Linked DNA regions of Anser cygnoides: region 2 is linked to region 1. The links are chromatin contacts, called in public Hi-C maps. All regions are on one chromosome and are shown on one strand. The core of a region is the stretch at or near the end of the contact, and the rest is flanking DNA. Distances in the headings are between cores, read along the strand shown. Region 1 holds the start of GPX1 (glutathione peroxidase 1). Region 2 overlaps USP4 (ubiquitin specific peptidase 4).

Evidence for each region. Hi-C and Micro-C count contacts between places; a contact is called where the count stands out from the background.
Region 2: a contact with region 1 is called in a Hi-C map of liver, with 7 times the contacts expected there. The contact joins the enhancer-like site here to the promoter of GPX1 in region 1. A contact is called at or near these places in 2 of 7 Hi-C or Micro-C datasets (both in liver).

The regions. Positions count from the first base shown.
Region 1 is chr10:17,910,471-17,918,404 of Taihu_goose_T2T_genome, reverse strand. It overlaps GPX1 (glutathione peroxidase 1), which reads right to left and starts at 5,139. Exons shown (of 2, transcript XM_067003245.1): 1 at 4,869-5,139; 2 at 4,130-4,759. The coding sequence starts at 5,090. The coding sequence ends at 4,394.
Region 2 is chr10:17,945,847-17,953,780 of Taihu_goose_T2T_genome, reverse strand. The region is part of intron 12 of USP4 (ubiquitin specific peptidase 4); the gene reads right to left. Among named protein-coding and RNA genes, the nearest start is that of EMC3, 22 kb to the left of the region's middle. Within about 2 kb of position 4,965, at least 1 of the 3 cell types and tissues checked has open chromatin away from gene starts, as enhancers often do. A contact at or near this core is called in liver, where this site is marked.

The sequences.
Region 1 (7,934 bases), core at 3,890-6,389:
CGACCTCCGTGAGGGCGGGGCGGGGAAGGGGGGGCCGCCATCTTGTCCGTCTGCTTTGGGGGAGGGGGGACCTCTTTGTGGCTGTGGTAGCCGGGGAGTGCGGGGTGTGTGGCTGTGGCGTTACCGGCCCTGCTGGCAGGGCTGTGTCTGAGGTGTCACAGGCTGTGTGCGGCTTCTCTGTCCGTGCTGTAGTGCCCGGTGGCCCTACAGGGCGCTGGCAGTTGGCAGGGCACGGAGCTCTTGGGCTGGGGTGCAGGTGAGCCTCTGCTGGCTGCCTGGAGGCAGGGAGGGTCCTGACAGGGCTGGGGCAGCAAGCTTAATTTCATATTTCATCGAATTACAGAATATCCCGAGTTGGAAGGGACCCATAAGGATCATCGAGTCCAATGCCTGGCACCACACAGGTCTACCCCAGAATTCAGACCATGTGTCTAAGTGCACAGTCCAAACGCTTCCTGAGCTCTGACAGGCTTGGTGCCGTGACTACGTCCCTGGGGAGCCTGTTCCAGTGTGCGACCACCCTCTCAGTGAAGAACCTCTTCCTGATGTCCAGCCGTATTTAATGAGGGACAGATATCCTCAATGCTGTTTTCACCTGTTGTGCTTGTTTTCTCCTCCAGCTGTCTTTTTGGAGCCCTCTACTCAGGGTGCTGGCTAGCAAAGGGGATTTCACATTGGAAGGGGAAGAAAAGAGAGAACAGATCTGAGTAACGGCCTGCGGAGCTCTCAGGAGCTGTGAAAGTGTCTCTGGAAACAACCTCTTGGGAAGAGATTTGGGCATTTGTCGTTATTGTAGCGTGTCCCAGTGGGGAAGCTTTGTGTTTATGGAGCATGGGCTTGAGCAGTGGGAAAAGCGGGGAGGATTCAGGTGATGATTCAGAAACTTAAAAACCTGCCTTAAAATGAAATGCCAAGGAAATCCCTTCTCCTCGCAGAGAAGGCAGCAGGGCCGATGTGAATATCTGCACGGAGGAGTGTGCTCCTGGCATGGTGCCTCCCGCAGCACAGTGGTGTGGGCAGCTCTGCAGGTGGGCTCTGCCTCTCCTCAGCCAGGTCTGGCTGTGCTGCACCCAACCGGGGGGAAGCTGTTGGTTTTGTGACAGCTGTGAAAGCCTGTTCAGTTAATATTGAAGAAGATGAGAATTTCCTCCTTCCAGCAAGAGCAGATTTCTGTTACTTCTGTTTTTCTCAAAGGGCAGTGCCCCTTTGGTTTTTCAGGAACCCAATACACCCTGTTAGGACAAGGCTGGGTGTGTTTTTAGAATGAGTCAGCTATTCTGAGGTAATGCTTACATGGCTGACCTCACTCTGCTAATGAATTACCTACTCCTAATACAAAGCGTGGTAAAGAAAACAGTCTCATTCATAGCTTTCTGATTCAGAACTGGAAATGACATTATTGCAGTTTCACAGTAGATATGGGGGCTATGTCTTCTTTTGTCTCTTTTGAGTGCTTTCTTTTCATCCATTTAGCTTCCTGTCCTTACTTGTCTCCAGCTGAAAGCTAAACGGCTGTTCAACTGCCAGAGAGGTACCAACAGGAACAAAAACTGTTCTTTTCAAGCACCACCCAGTTTGAGCTCAGCATTTCCTACCTGCCTTGCTATGGCAGTGATCACAATCAGTCTGTCTTAAAGTTCCTGTATGCTCATCCGGAGGAGAAAGGAATTATAAATAGCTGGGAACTTTTAACAGGCAGGGAAAGGTCTTATGCTCCACTTGATGGCATTTCTGTTGTATAAACACTTCAGACCACCACAGTTCCTCAATCATGGTTTCAGCACATGCCTTCGGGCTCGGTGTGCAGAGCATTAGGAAACCCAGGAGAGGGAGATAGGAGCAGGAAGGGAAAATTTTCTTTGCAGCTAGTTAACACTTCTGACAGGTTCATAACCAAACTTGTTAAAAGGTTTAAAGAAGTTGATGGCAGCTATCAACAGCTTAGAAAGGGGGCGAGGGGGATCATGAGGTGTGTGGGGAGGAGGGCAAAACATTCTCTAGAAAGGTGGGAAGGATGGGACTGATAAGTAGAGGAATGAAAAACCTGGGTGAATGCTAACAGAGGAAGTAGCTGTTTGCAGATAAGTGTTGGAGTAGAAAGGTGTAGGAGTGTAGATATGAGACAGATATGGAAAGGGCAATGTCTTCAGGCCACGGGAAGTACGCTACAGTGGTATTTATTCTAAGGTGTCCTACTGAGTCAGTCTGTTTCTCTCTTAAATTACAGAAATAGAACTGGACTGAGAGCTCCCTTTTGGCAGGGCTGCCCTGGGACCAGCAGCAGGTGTTACAGTCTGCTCTGCTGTGAGGCTCAGCAAGGGCCGCAGGCTGGTACGGAGATGGCAGAGCACATGAGGTGTCCCTGCAAACGCTCCTGTTCAAACGTCTTCAATCTGGTGAGCCAAGATGAAGGAAATGCCACAGTTCATGTTGAATACGATTTTAAAATACAGCGCACTGAGTAGCAGTTCCTGCTGCCTGTAAGCTGCTGTACTCTCAGCGTATTTCAACATCCTGTGTTAATTAGGGAAGTAGATTTACTGCAAAATTAATACACCAAATCAAGCAGCTTCAGCCCCAAAGCTGAAATAGTTACTGAAAACATCCTGTTTTTCCACAAAGCTGTACTGGAAGTTAAGAAATAGCCCAGTGAGGATTGTGCAATCTGAGTTCAAATCTTGATTACTCACAGGCAGAAGTAAGCAGGGTGGAGCTGGCTGTAGGTTTTGCTGTAATGCGTCAAGCCCAGCACTAGTCAACCCAGCAAGGGCCTTGAATGTACTTGCACTAACAAAGCAGGCAGTAAATTAAGGAGGTAAGAAGCTATGGACAGGAGAATAATTAAAAAAAAAAAAAAGCCAAAGTTTAATTATTTAAACAGTGTGTAAATGATAAAGCTTAAAAGTGTTGTGCCTTCCCTTCAAAAGCTTGAGTTTCTAGTTTGGATTTGTACCTCTCAGTTCAGCACCAGGTTTATACCCAGTGCTACAAGGCCTTGTGAGGAGTAACTTGTACTGAAAACGGGCTCACAGAGATGTTTAAGGAGTGAAAATTTACCTGCAGAAGGACCTGTGCGACTGCCCAATACGATGGCAGATAGAATTTGGCACAGGTTCATAGTTTCCAGGAGAAAACCAATGCTAATTTCAGCCATTCAGCAGCATGTTGTAAATCCTGCATCACTGCTCAGGAACAACACATCAGGATTGTCACAACTATGTGAAATATGTCAGCTTGGTGCCCATCAGGAGTCAAAAACATGTCAGGAAAGGAATAAAAACAAGAAGAAAACATTGCCTGAACCCTGGCTCTCCCATACGTTGCATGTTGCATTCAATTCTTTGCCCAAAGGTCAGCAATGACAATCTGAGGTAAAACAGTTTCTACAGGAGAAGCAGTCTGATATTCTCCACTGGAAATGAAAGAACCAGTCCTCTGTGTAATTCCCAGCATTGCAACGTGATGTGGGCCGAATGCCGGACTGGGCAAATGTGCAGAAAGCCCAACACGTGTTGGACTACCTCCAACACAAAATGTGACAGCCACAGGAGATAGCTGGGCTGAAAGGAGGCAGAGGTGCTGTGGATGCTGCTGTGGTTCTGACTGTCCCCAGGGCTTCTGCTAGTGCAGGACAAATAATAAGACAGGCCTTGGGCAAAGGCTGCTCCTCCCCGTGACCCTTGCCAGTGTGGGCACAGCAAGCAGTACAAACTGCTCGGTTGCTCATCTGCCTGAACATTTATTAACCTGTCACGGACTGTTACTGGTATCCGTGCTGAGGGTCAGCCAATCTAAATTCATTCTTTGGCCGTCTGCCTCCACGCCTCTCCTAAGCAAGCCTCAAGGTCCACTAAGCTGTTTTGCAAGGTATCTGTTCCGTGCCAGGCTCCTGTTCTGCCACCCTTGTTTTGCACAGGGTGAGATACGACACTGATTCAGAGTTTGCAAAAATCGCAAACTGTTTCCCCATCCTGCTGGGCTGTGTTTTTGTTCAAATTGTGCCTGCATGGTTTGAGTCAGGCCTGCAAGCACCAACAGGACCTGACAAGTGTGTAACGCAGCAGCCATGTTTTGCCCAACTCACCCAGATTTACCAAGCAGTAGCCTTAAAGAAAGCACTTTTTGTTTGTTTGTTTTTATTCAGAGAATCACAGTAAGCCACTGAGACTCACAGGCTGCTTTCCCTAGCATACTTTTCCAAACATTCACATGCAACTTTTAAAACATCAAGTACACTTCAAGGATTTGGAAGATGCACCATCACAAGCAAAACTTGCAAGGACATTGGAATTTCTGTCAGGGTAACAGCCCCTTCCTAGCAAAGCAGGCACGAGCTGAGGGAGCTGAACAGGCAGCAGGGCCGGCAGGGCAGCAGATCCTGAAGAGCTCGGCTTTATTCAAGAGCATCCTTCGGGACTTTCTGAAGCAGCAGCTCGATGTCATCCTGGATCTTGATGGTTTCGAAGTGCCGGCTGTAGCGCTTGAAGGGCACGCCGTCGGGAGCGATGAGGAACTTCTCGAAGTTCCAGGAGATGTCGTTGCGGCGCACGGGGGACCAGATGATGTACTGCGGGTTGGTCATCAGCGCGGAGGGGTCGTCGTGCGGGAAGGGCAGTGCCTCCTTCAGGAAGGTGAAGAGTGGGTGCGCGTCCTTCCCGTTCACCTCGCACTTCTCGAACATGGTGAAGTTGGGCTTGTACCCCTTGCCCGGACGCACGTGCTCCAGCGAGAGCAGGATCTCCTCGTTGGTGGCATTCTCCTAAGGAGACGGAGCCCCCCCCGCACCCGCAGCGTCAGGCTCCATCCAGGCCCCGCGGCCCCAGCTCCCCGACCCCCCGCCCCGCTCCCGGCCCCCCCCCCCCCGGTACCTGGTGCCCGAACTGGTTGCAGGGGAAGCCGAGGACGAGCAGCCCGCGGGGCCCGAAGCGCCGCTGCAGCTCGCTGAGCTGCAGGAAGTCGCGGGTGGTGGTGCCTCAGAGCGACGCCACGTTCACCACCAGCAGCACCTTGCCCCGCAGCGAGCCGAGCCACAGCGGCTCCGCCGCGCCCAGCGGCCGCGCCGAGATCCCCTCCAGCCCCTCGGCCGCCATGGCTCCTCACTGACCGACAGCCCGACCGCCGGCCCCCCGCCCCGACCGCCGACCCCGCGGCCCGCCCCGCCCCGCCCCCCCGCCCCGCCAGGCGGCCCCGGCCCTCCCGGAGCGCGGCGGGGCGTGGCCCGGGGCCTCGTGGCGGCCGGAGGCCGGCGGGGCGCTGCGGAGCCCCCCCCGGGCAGCCCTGCCGCGGAGCTGCCGCCTTCGGGGCACCGAGCTGCCGGGCGGAGGCCGAGAGGGCCCCCGGGTCCAGGCCTCGGGCCCCTTTTGCAATTTTTGTGCGTCTTTAAGGCGAGCGATTCCTCCGCTCGCTTCAGCGGCTGCTTTTTCTCATCCCTGTCTTTTCCATGTGTTTTCTCGGCCTGGTTTAGGCAGATGTGAACCACGCGGCAGCAGCTGTGCTTTTCAAGGATTTGTGCTGGTCCTGGGTGGGCTCCGTGGCCGTGGCCTGTACCCCCTGCAAGCTGTGTGGCCCGACTGCTCCTCTGTGGGTGTTAGTGCTGAAATCTTGCCCTCACGCAGATTAATGTTTATGTTGTAGGTCCTTGTTCCACGTAACGGGTTCAAACGTGGTGTCAGGGAACAGAGAGGGTGGGCCCGGTGGCTCGGTCCCTGTGATGAGCTGCCCCTGGAGTCCCTGAGATGGATTACCAGGGACCACGGGGCAGCACAGCTCGGCAAGGACCAGAAGCAGGGATGTTGGCTTCCACAGCGCTCCCGAGGGAAAGATGGGAACCCCTGCCCAGGATGGGCATCTCCCTCCCATGGTCGGCTCCGGTCGGTGCTCCCATCCTGAGCTCTTCATTCACAGGAGCTTCAAGGGCAGACGGCTGCTTATCAGCATGGCCCTGAGCCAGGGCAGCCTGGGCCCTGAGCACCGGGGAGCTCGCTATTTTCTCACTGCCTTTCATGCCGGGTTATTAAGGACTCATCCCAAAATGCCAGCTGTCACTAGCTGCCACCACATGACGTTGCATCTCTGATCCAGGTTCCCAGGTTCCTCAGGGTTTTGCTTTCGGTTACTCTTGGCATCTGCCCCAGTGGCTGGGAACTGAAGTAGTTCCCGGCTGCAGGGAATTTTAGGGACTTGCATGATTATCCTGCACCTTCAGGGACATGTGGTCTTTGCAGTGTGCTGCAGCACTGATAGCAGAAGCCGTGACAACTGTTCTGAGATCAGGAAGTCCTGAGATCAGATCAGCCAGAAAACGTCTGATGGGGTGAGCAGAGACACATCACCCATGTTTTTGAGCAAATTGACAGTTACAGCCTACGCAAGATTCATTGTCCTCCTCTTGGACACAGCAAGCCACCGTGGCTTGAAGAAGAGGAATTTCTCTTCAGGGTTTGTTGCTTGCTCAGACTGGCACCTTCACTCCTTAGTCTGGACTTGGGGATTTCATCTGGAGTAGGGACATTATTTCTGGGGCCCTGTTTTTCTAAAGGGCTTTCCCTTCCTTCATGGGCATATTTTAAGGAAACTAACTGGTAATTTGAACTTCCTTTTTGGCCCTGAGCTAAGCCCTGTGCCTAGGCACATGCTGTGGAGCCAGCTGAACTTGGATCCAGAGAAGTGACAGGAGCTCTTTGGGGACAGGATGGGCTCCAGGGACCCCTTTTGAGATGTCTGACACATTATAACTCTCCTACCAAGTCAGAAAGCAGATTAGTGCTGTTTAACAGCAACAACATTGAGTAATCACATAGGCCACGAAAAACCTTCCTGCCTCCTACTTCTGCCTTCGCCTTGCTCTTGGTACGGGACTCCCTCCCCATGCCAGGAGCTCCTCGCTCAGGCAGGGGCTGGCACTTCACCCTCAGCTTTTCCCCCATGGCTACGCTGCCCCTTTCAGACTTTCTTGCCTGGCTCGGAGCAGCAAGCTTTCCTTCCCTAATTCTGTTTTGGCCATCCATGTCCTCGGTTCACCTGGAGCAAAGGCAGCTGACAGAGGTGACAGATTTGATTTGAACCCGAAGGCCAGGATACCAGCCCTCAAAAGCAGGAAGGTTGAGGGCTGATAAATTCACACCCTGCAGCCGTGAGCACGTTTCTGCTCCAATGCCAGTGGTCCAGGGCACAAGGAAAGGAGCGAGAAGTTCAGGCCATGAATGGGAGGCACCGACTGACCAACACATCTCAACTCGGAGAAAGGCAGACAAGGCCTGGCAACCTAAGAGCAGCTGGCAGACAAGACAGAAGCGAGATGAGGGGACAGTTCTGGAGGCGGGAGCTTAGATTAAGATCAGGATAACAAATTAATCACTTCTGGGTGGAAGTGCATCAGCAGATGCATAACTCATGAGCTGAAGGGCATGCAGATCTTACTCAAAATCCCTGCAGCTAAAGAGCTGCTTCGTAACTGTGACCACTGTGTACTGCAACCCATCGACTCTGCAAGACTGGAAAAAAAAACATTTTTTTCTCAACTGACTTTAAAAACAAAACAAACAAAAAACAATTACAACAACAACAACAAATAAAAAGAAACACCCCCAAAAAAGGAACTGCACAGGAATGAGTAAGCTTAACAGCAGAGAATGAAATCCCCGCAGGCGACCCAGCGGCTGGGGACTTCCTGCTTTGTTCAGCTGCGCAACCCCAGAGCAGGCGAGGAAGGGGCACCACGGGAGGAAGAGGGGAAGGGTGGGGCAGGTGCCACCGCTGGGGTGTCCGTGCCTGCAGAGGGACAAGGACCGCAGACACGGGGCACTCCCAAGACCTCAGGTTAGGTCCACTTTTTTGCTGCAGGAAAACGAATCAGGAACATTGTCCAAAATAGTGTTATCATGGTTTCCCCCCCGCCTTCCCCCAGCAGTCCCCGCACTGTTGCAGCGTATAAA
Region 2 (7,934 bases), core at 3,716-6,215, 36 kb before region 1:
CTGGACTTTGGGGGAACACTTTGGCCTCTTCAAGGGTCTGCTTGGCAGAATACCGTGGGACAAAGCCCTGGAGGGAAGAGGAGCCCAAGAAAGCTGGTTGATATTCAAGGATCACCTCCTTCAGACTCAGGAACAATGCATCCCAACAAAGAGGAAGCCAGGCAAAAACAGCAGGAGGCCCGCATGGATGAACAAGGAGCTCCGGGCAAAACTCAAGCACAAAAAGAAAGCATGCAGACAGTGGAAGCAAGGACAGGCAATCTGGGAAGAATGCAGAGACACTGTCTGAGCAGCCAGGGATCAGGTTAGGAAAGCTAAAGCCCAGACAGAACTGAATCTGGCCAGGGACATCAAGGGCAACAAGAGAGGCTTGTGCAAGTACATCATTGATAAAGGAAGATTGATAAAGGGAAATTGTGGGCCCTCTCCGTAAGGAAACAGGAGACCTGGTTACCCACGACTCAGAGAAGGCTAAGGTACTCAGTGACTTTTTGCCTCAGTCTTCATTGGCAAGTGCTCTAGCCACAAAGCCCAGGGGGCAGAAGGCAAAGGCAGGGAAACTGAGAGAATGAAGAACTGCCCACTGTAGGAGAAAATCAGGTCTGAGACCATCTAAGGAACCTGAAAGTGCACAGGTCCGTGGGACCTGATGAGACACATCTGCAAGTCCTGAGGGAACTGGCGGATGTAGTTGCTAAGCCTCTCTCCATCACATTTAAGAAGCTGTGGCAGTCTGGTGAAGTTCCCAGTGACTGGAAGAAGGGAAACAATCCCCATTTTAAAAAGGGAGAAAAGGAAGGCCCAGGGAACTACAGGCCAGTCAGTCTCACCTCTGTGCCCGGCAAGGTCATGGAGCAGATCCTCCTGGAAACTCTGCTGAGGTCCATGGAAAATAAGGAGGCGACTGGTGACAGCCAACAGGGCTTCACTAAGGGCAAATTGTGCCTGAAAAATCTGGTGGCCTTCTACGATGGGGTTACGGCATTCACGGATAAGGGAAGAGCAGCTGATGTGGCCGACCTGGTCTCGTATGAAGCATTTGACACTGTCCCCCATGATATCCTTGTCTCTGAACTGGAGAGACTTGGATTGGATGGATGGACCAGTAAGCAGATAAGGAACCGTCCGGATGGTTGCACTCAAGAGAGTTGCAGTCAACAGCTCAATGTCCAGGTGGAGATCAGTGACAGAATTCCTCAGGGGCTGGAATTGGGAGCGGCAGTACTTAACACCTTGGCTGGCAGTATGTACAGTGAAACTGAGTGCACCCTCAGCGAGTTTGCTAATGACACCAAGCTGTGTGGTGTGGTCAGCACACTGGAGGGAAGGGATGCCATCCAGAAGGATCTGGATAGGCTCAAGAGGTGGGCCTGGGTGAAACTCGTGAGGTTCAGCAAGGCCAAGTGCAAGGTCCTGCACCTGGGCTGGGGCAGTGCCGAGCACAAACACAGGCTGGGCAACAAGAGATAAAGAGCAGCCTTGCAGAGAAGAACTTGACAGTGCTGGTAGACAAAAACCTGAATACGAACCAGCAACGTGCTCTTGCAGCCCAGAAAGCCAACCCTATCCTGGGCTGCACCAAAATCACCATGGCCAGCAGGGCAAGGGAGGGGATTGTCCCCCTCTGCTCTTGTGAGACCCCACCTGGAGCCCTGCGCTCAGGTCTGGGGCCCCCAGCACAAGAAGGACAGGGATGTACTAGTGAGTCCAGAGGAGGCCCACAGAGACGAACAAGGGGCTGGTGCACCTCTCCTATGAAGACAGGCTGAGGGAGCTGGGGCTGTTCAGCCTGGAGAAGAGAAGGCCCCGGGGAGACCTCTCAGCAGCCTGCCCATGCCTAACGGCAGCTACAGGAAAGCTGTGGAGGCACTCGTTGTCAGAGGGTGTGGTGACAGGACAAGGAGTAATGGCTTTAAACTAAAAGAGGGTAGGTTTAGATGAGATACAAGGAAGAAATCCTTCACTCAGAGGGTGGTGAGGCCCTGGCCCAGGCTGCCCCATCCCTGGCAGTGCCCAAGGCCAGGCTGGATGGGGCTGGGGGCAGCCTGGGCTGATTGGAGGTGTCCCTGCCCGTGGCAGGGTGGGTGGAATTACATGATCTTTACAGTCCCTTCCAACACAAATCATCCTGTGATTCTATGAAAACAAACAGCTCCAGCGAGCAGTGAGAAAACAGACACAGCTTGTGCTACTGGATGAAACAGCAACATCAGATACTCGCTTTTATAAGTGTCAAAAAAACTACATGGCCCAACACTATTGCATTTTTCACCCCGATATGTCTTCTGAGACTATTCATTAGAAAATATTTATGAGATCTCAGGAATGCCAAGTCATACTGCTCTTTAACTTGGTGAGTCACCTGTCCCAGGCTTATATTTCTTTTTTCATTAAAACTGAAAAGTTTTTTCAGGAAAGAAAAATAAATATTTCCTGAAAAGATGCCACTAAACATAACCACAATCACATATCTGGACATACCAACTCTCAACAGCTCTCTTACATCAGAGAAGCCACTTTCTTTCTCTCGAGAGCCAAGAAACAGATTTTTGCTCCTGTGTTCAGGAGACCCTTGCAGGGCAGGGAGTGGAACAATTTCAGAGTTGCAGTTCTACTTCATTCTATTTAGAAAAAAAGTCTGGATCCCAGCTTGAAGCTTTCTCTGAGTCTATGTATGTCAGTAGAAAGCATGAAGAAAAATATCCCTTCAGAGAGTTTCATCCCAGCCTCCAGGAGCACTAGCGATTAGCACAGCCCTCCAAGAGCAAGCGTGCATATGACAATCCAATGACAATGACTGCTGAGGTTTTCTACACTATCGATGCTATTCAGTGAACCAACAGCACTGGATACAGTTTGCACCTTCTGAAGTTTCCTGAGAAACAGCACCACAAAGAGTTGAATTATTTTACTTAGTACTGTTTAAATAACAGGAGACCATAATACTCAGAGTATCACCGATGATTAACTCCAGGTCCTATGAGACCCTTTAGGCTGGTCTCCTACAAAACAGACCAGTACACGACTTGCCCAAGATGTACACGTTCCTCAGCATTCTGGTGACTGCCTCTCACACCACCTACACTGCTGATTAAAGCAGCCCCCATTTACACTCCATCCTCACGCAGGTCCTGTACGAAATCCTGCCTCTGTGACGGAACAGATGGGAAACAATGAAAAGCTAAGTATTACCCGCACACAGGCGTCATCCACCACAAACAGCCAGCGTGCTGTACCCTTACAACACTCCTCAAGAGAGCGTCTTGCAAACTTCTTACTAGAACATCCCAGCTTGGTTACTCGAGTGCCCCTCTACCTACTCCGCTGCAGAACGGCTGTTATTCTAGTTTTAGAGGCAGACGTATCAGAATCAGGATCACTTTCTGAATCTCTTCAAGAAGAATACAAAAAATCAATTAAAGAAATTAAGAAAATACTTTATCCACATTTTAAGGAAGCCTACAGAGCTGATACAGGGAATTAGATGACAATGAACTGTACTTCTGTACCCTAGAATTTGATTGAAATAATAGAAGATAAAGATGACGCTACACCAGATTACACAACATGGTTTTATAAATCAGCCATCTGCTCACCAGCTACCACAGTGAACGTTCCCTTTATAATTTACGACAGCTGTTTACAGATGTTTTTCAGTGAAGCACCAGCAAACAGGGATGGCCTTGACCAGCCTTCAACCTGACAAAAGAGCACCAGGAAGCTTCAGGCTTATGGTTACTATTCACAAAGGAGGCACCGAGCAATGAAGTAGCTCACTTTTGATCCTTTGCAAATTAACATTAAGCAAGAGCACAGGAACATGAAAAACTACAGGAAAGACAAGGCAGGGCAATGTGAAAGGGCACTACAAGCAGAAGACAGTCTGAGCTAAATGCCAGGGTAATATATCTACCACAGATACCTATCTATCACATACCTACCCACACACACTACAGTGTGTTATTCAAACATTCCCTCCAGAGCACTGGGATGTAACATTAAATACAGCTGGAAAACACTGCGTGGGTCACAGGTCAGTACATAGCAACAACCAAGAAAACAAGCATATTTTGTAAGTGAACAGAGAAGGGTAGAAAAATGCTACTGAAGAAGCTGACAAACAGATCCACCCGAACAGGATTACCATTCCACATCAACCCGGACACGCTGCTGTGAAGTTACAGTATTTTCAGAAGTTGACAATAAGAATGAACAGAGGCCTAGAAAAAAAGCCTGAGTGAAAACAAAGCACGTATTCTATCTCTTCTGGGAAACGGAGATACTCCTAATCTGTTTACTTTCTTTCATAACATGAGAAAAAACACAATCGAGTGAACTAGGAGACATGAAACTGAAAGTAAAACATTTTTAGACAACAGGTAGATTGCCCTTTAGAAGTCTGTCACAGGATTTTACAAGTCGTGCAGAGGAGCAGGATTAAAAAGGATGAGGGTACTCAACCAGTAAGATTTTTCTAAAGGTTAAAGAATACAAACACATACTGGAAGGGATACAAGCTCTTGTAAACAAGCAAACAACTGAGAACAAGCTTCCTAGATTAGCTTGCTACAGTCTCACACATTTTAGATTTCACACAAAACTACTGGGCTAGCTGGTTTGCTGACCTAACAGTGCAATAACTGTTCTAGCTCTTCACAGTAACAAACTTGACCTTTCTGCAGCCAATTGTGGTTTTCAAGACCACCTAAACATAAAACACAGCATATTGTAAGAGAATGCAAAAAACACAGTACGTATGCCAAACCAAATATATTTTATTAAACTATGCAGCTTTGATAGGTTAAAGGTGACCTGCAAATCAATTTGTGCAACTTTCATCCACGTAAGCAATACACGTTGCATTATATGCTCCATTAGCCAGGCTAAGAGAACAGGGAGATCTGGTTTATCAATCGAAACATTTTTCTTCTTAGGTCTTAGGAACTAAGAAGAAATACTAAGAATTGTGCCCATATAGCAGTGGGCCATGGAGTCTGCTTTCCAGTAGCACTTACCTGACCCCTTGTAGGCCGGCTCCGAGCTCCAGCGGGATCCCTGGGTGATGTGATATCACCAGCATGGTGCATGAGGGGTGTTACATTGGAGCGGGAGCCGGAGGTCCTAGTGGGGCTGCACTTCATGGAACCTAAGAAAAAGAAATAGTAAGCGTTTTGGTTATGTGCTGAATGCTGCTCTCTGCTTAGCCTGGAGAATGAGAGCATTCAGCACAAACACTGAAACGATTTTGTCAAATTGATTTGCAGACCACCTTTTCATGAGTGACTTTCTGGTCATTTGCCACAGAACTCCCTGTCCTCTCACAGTACCACCATGACTGCAGACAAACGTTTACAATGCTGCAATAAGTGGGTTAGTCCCACTGTTCTTTGGCTGCACAGCTCCATGTGTCATGCCAGCAACCTTCCTTATATCAAAACCCTTTATTTCAGCAAGTACCTTACCTCTTCGCTGATGCTAAATATTAATAACTCTGCCATCAGGACTATACTACGTTTCCAAGCCTATCACAAAGAGAGGTATGAGTACAAGGCCCTGTGATAGAATGGGCTTGGAGAATTCTAGTCCCAAATCCCTCTCCACTGGAGAAAAAAAAACCAACATCGTTGTCCTCTTGTGTAAATGGAGTCAGATTCATTTTGGAATGCTTATCACTTTGAAAGTCCAGTAGCAATTCATTTTTCTTTTTATTTTTTTTTTAGAGGTTTTGCTATCAGAGAGCATAACAGGTAATATACCATGAGAATCAATAAAACAGAAACATCAGCTGAAAGGAAAAATACATCTTAGCCATCCAGTATCAATTAAAAAAAAATTACTGTCCATTCAGCTTAAAGTCCAAATGGAGTGCAAGGGCACTCTTCTTCCTCCTCCCACCACTTTAGCAGGACATGAAAATTCACAGTGCAAGTCTCAAAACAGCCCACATGCACTGCAAAGTCACAGAAAGTTGACGAGCTCCCTATCTTGAGTGAAAACAGGAAAAAGTACAGCTTTCTGACCACTAAAATCACTTTTAAAAGGTGCAAGTTCAATATTCTGTACATCCCATGTACTGCATATTTCACAAATATTGTTTCAACAGTGCAGTCCAGACTGAAATGCCTGTGCCAAAAGACCTCTTCCTTTGTCAAGCCAACTCTAAGTAAAACAGAGTACATCCCAGCTACGACACTCTTCCTGCTCCATGCTCTGCAAGTTCCTGCTCAGTGATATTTTTAAGCAAAGCATTTCAAGGAAAGACATTCTGCTCAGTAACCAGACCCTGGTGCCAAAAGCAAGACAACAAAATTTCTAACAGTAGTACTGTCATTTTTTATTTTTAAAAATGAAACAAACAAACAAACAGTGTCAGGGGCACAGACCTTCTACGGTATTAGATGTTTGAACTAAGATTAGAGTGTTAGATTTGGAACTGAATTTTGAACTGAGATGTGTGTTGCCCACTGGCTAGTGCACTATACTCGAGCATCAGAAGTCTGTCGAAGCAACATGGATATTGTTTTCACATGCAAGCTCTGGTTTGCCTACTGCTTTCAGTGAAACAAACCTGGAGAAAATACTGCCAGAGACTGACCATTTACATTGAAACTTCACAGTCCTGAGTCAACTTAAGAGCGGTAGCTAACAGCCTCAATTTCTATACCAAGGTATTTGTAAGAAGTAATTTCATGAAATCATTCTCCAGCTAGAAAAGAACAGCCTTGCTCCTTCTGCTCAGCTGACAGCGGCTTTTCTTCTCCTGCACAAGCCCAGCAGGAACAGATGTAAAATACGAACCCAGCAAAATCAAAGTGAAAGACCTTCTGCTGGACTCTGTCTGGCAACCTCTTTAGATGGAGACAAGGAGAGCAAGGCACGAGACAAACCCAATTTGGATGCAGCTCCTTGTGAAATCGGAGCCTTGGGGCCCCACAGCTCCCCCAGTTACTGCATACTCGTCCTTTGCGTTCTTTGCTCACGCTCTAGCAAACAACCGCAGACAGTTACTACCACCACCTTGTTTTGCTTTTTTCAGTGGAAGGGAGGAGTACTTTTCAAATGAGGAAAATTTTACACAATTAAAAAAGGTTATTCAAACTCTGGTGAGAGGCAGGGAAGGGTGCTGCCTTCAGCTTATCACAGCTTTTCTCATAATTCCCTTGGCATGGAGAGAAGGAAGAAACAAATGAAGAGACCTGTGAGAACACCCATCAAAATACTTAAGAAAAAAAAATACACAAAGGACCCACTGATCAGTTTGCAATTTTTAAATATAAGTTTCTGAAATGTACATCTAAGAACCTATTTCTGAATATGCTGTACTGATTAAACTATTTTGAATTAGTTGGTTACTTGCACTTTGTTTTCTTGCCAGTGAAAGGAACTTTCCATCTAACTTCAATGACTTCAAACATAGTGATGAGATGTACACATTACAATTTGCCAACAAGGAAGTCTTGCCACTGGATGTTAGTGGAAAACAAGAACAGATAGTCAGCACATAAAAGGGACAAGGAGGTGCAGGGATCAATGAAACATCAATTCAGAAAGAGTTTGAGTATCTGTGACAGTGAATATCACAAATTTAAGTACAGTAGACTTTTTGATTCTAGAAAATATCCTTAATGTAAACCACAAACAAGTCCATGGTCCTCAACAGTCATATCCTGGGTTGCATACACCACCCTAGGTTAACATTTAGTACCTAAAAACACACAATGTAAAAGATACCAGGATTATCAGATCTCTCTCTCGTTGACTTTTCCTCAAATGAAAGCTAATGTACTTCTCACTCAGGTTTGCTGAACTGCAGGCACAATGTCCTACGATGGTGCAGATTTCCCATTTTATTTGTAACAGAAGTTATTAATGTTAAAAATCTCATATTTTCTGTTACTCTTGTTATTACATGAGGAACTTCAGTGATTCTTAGG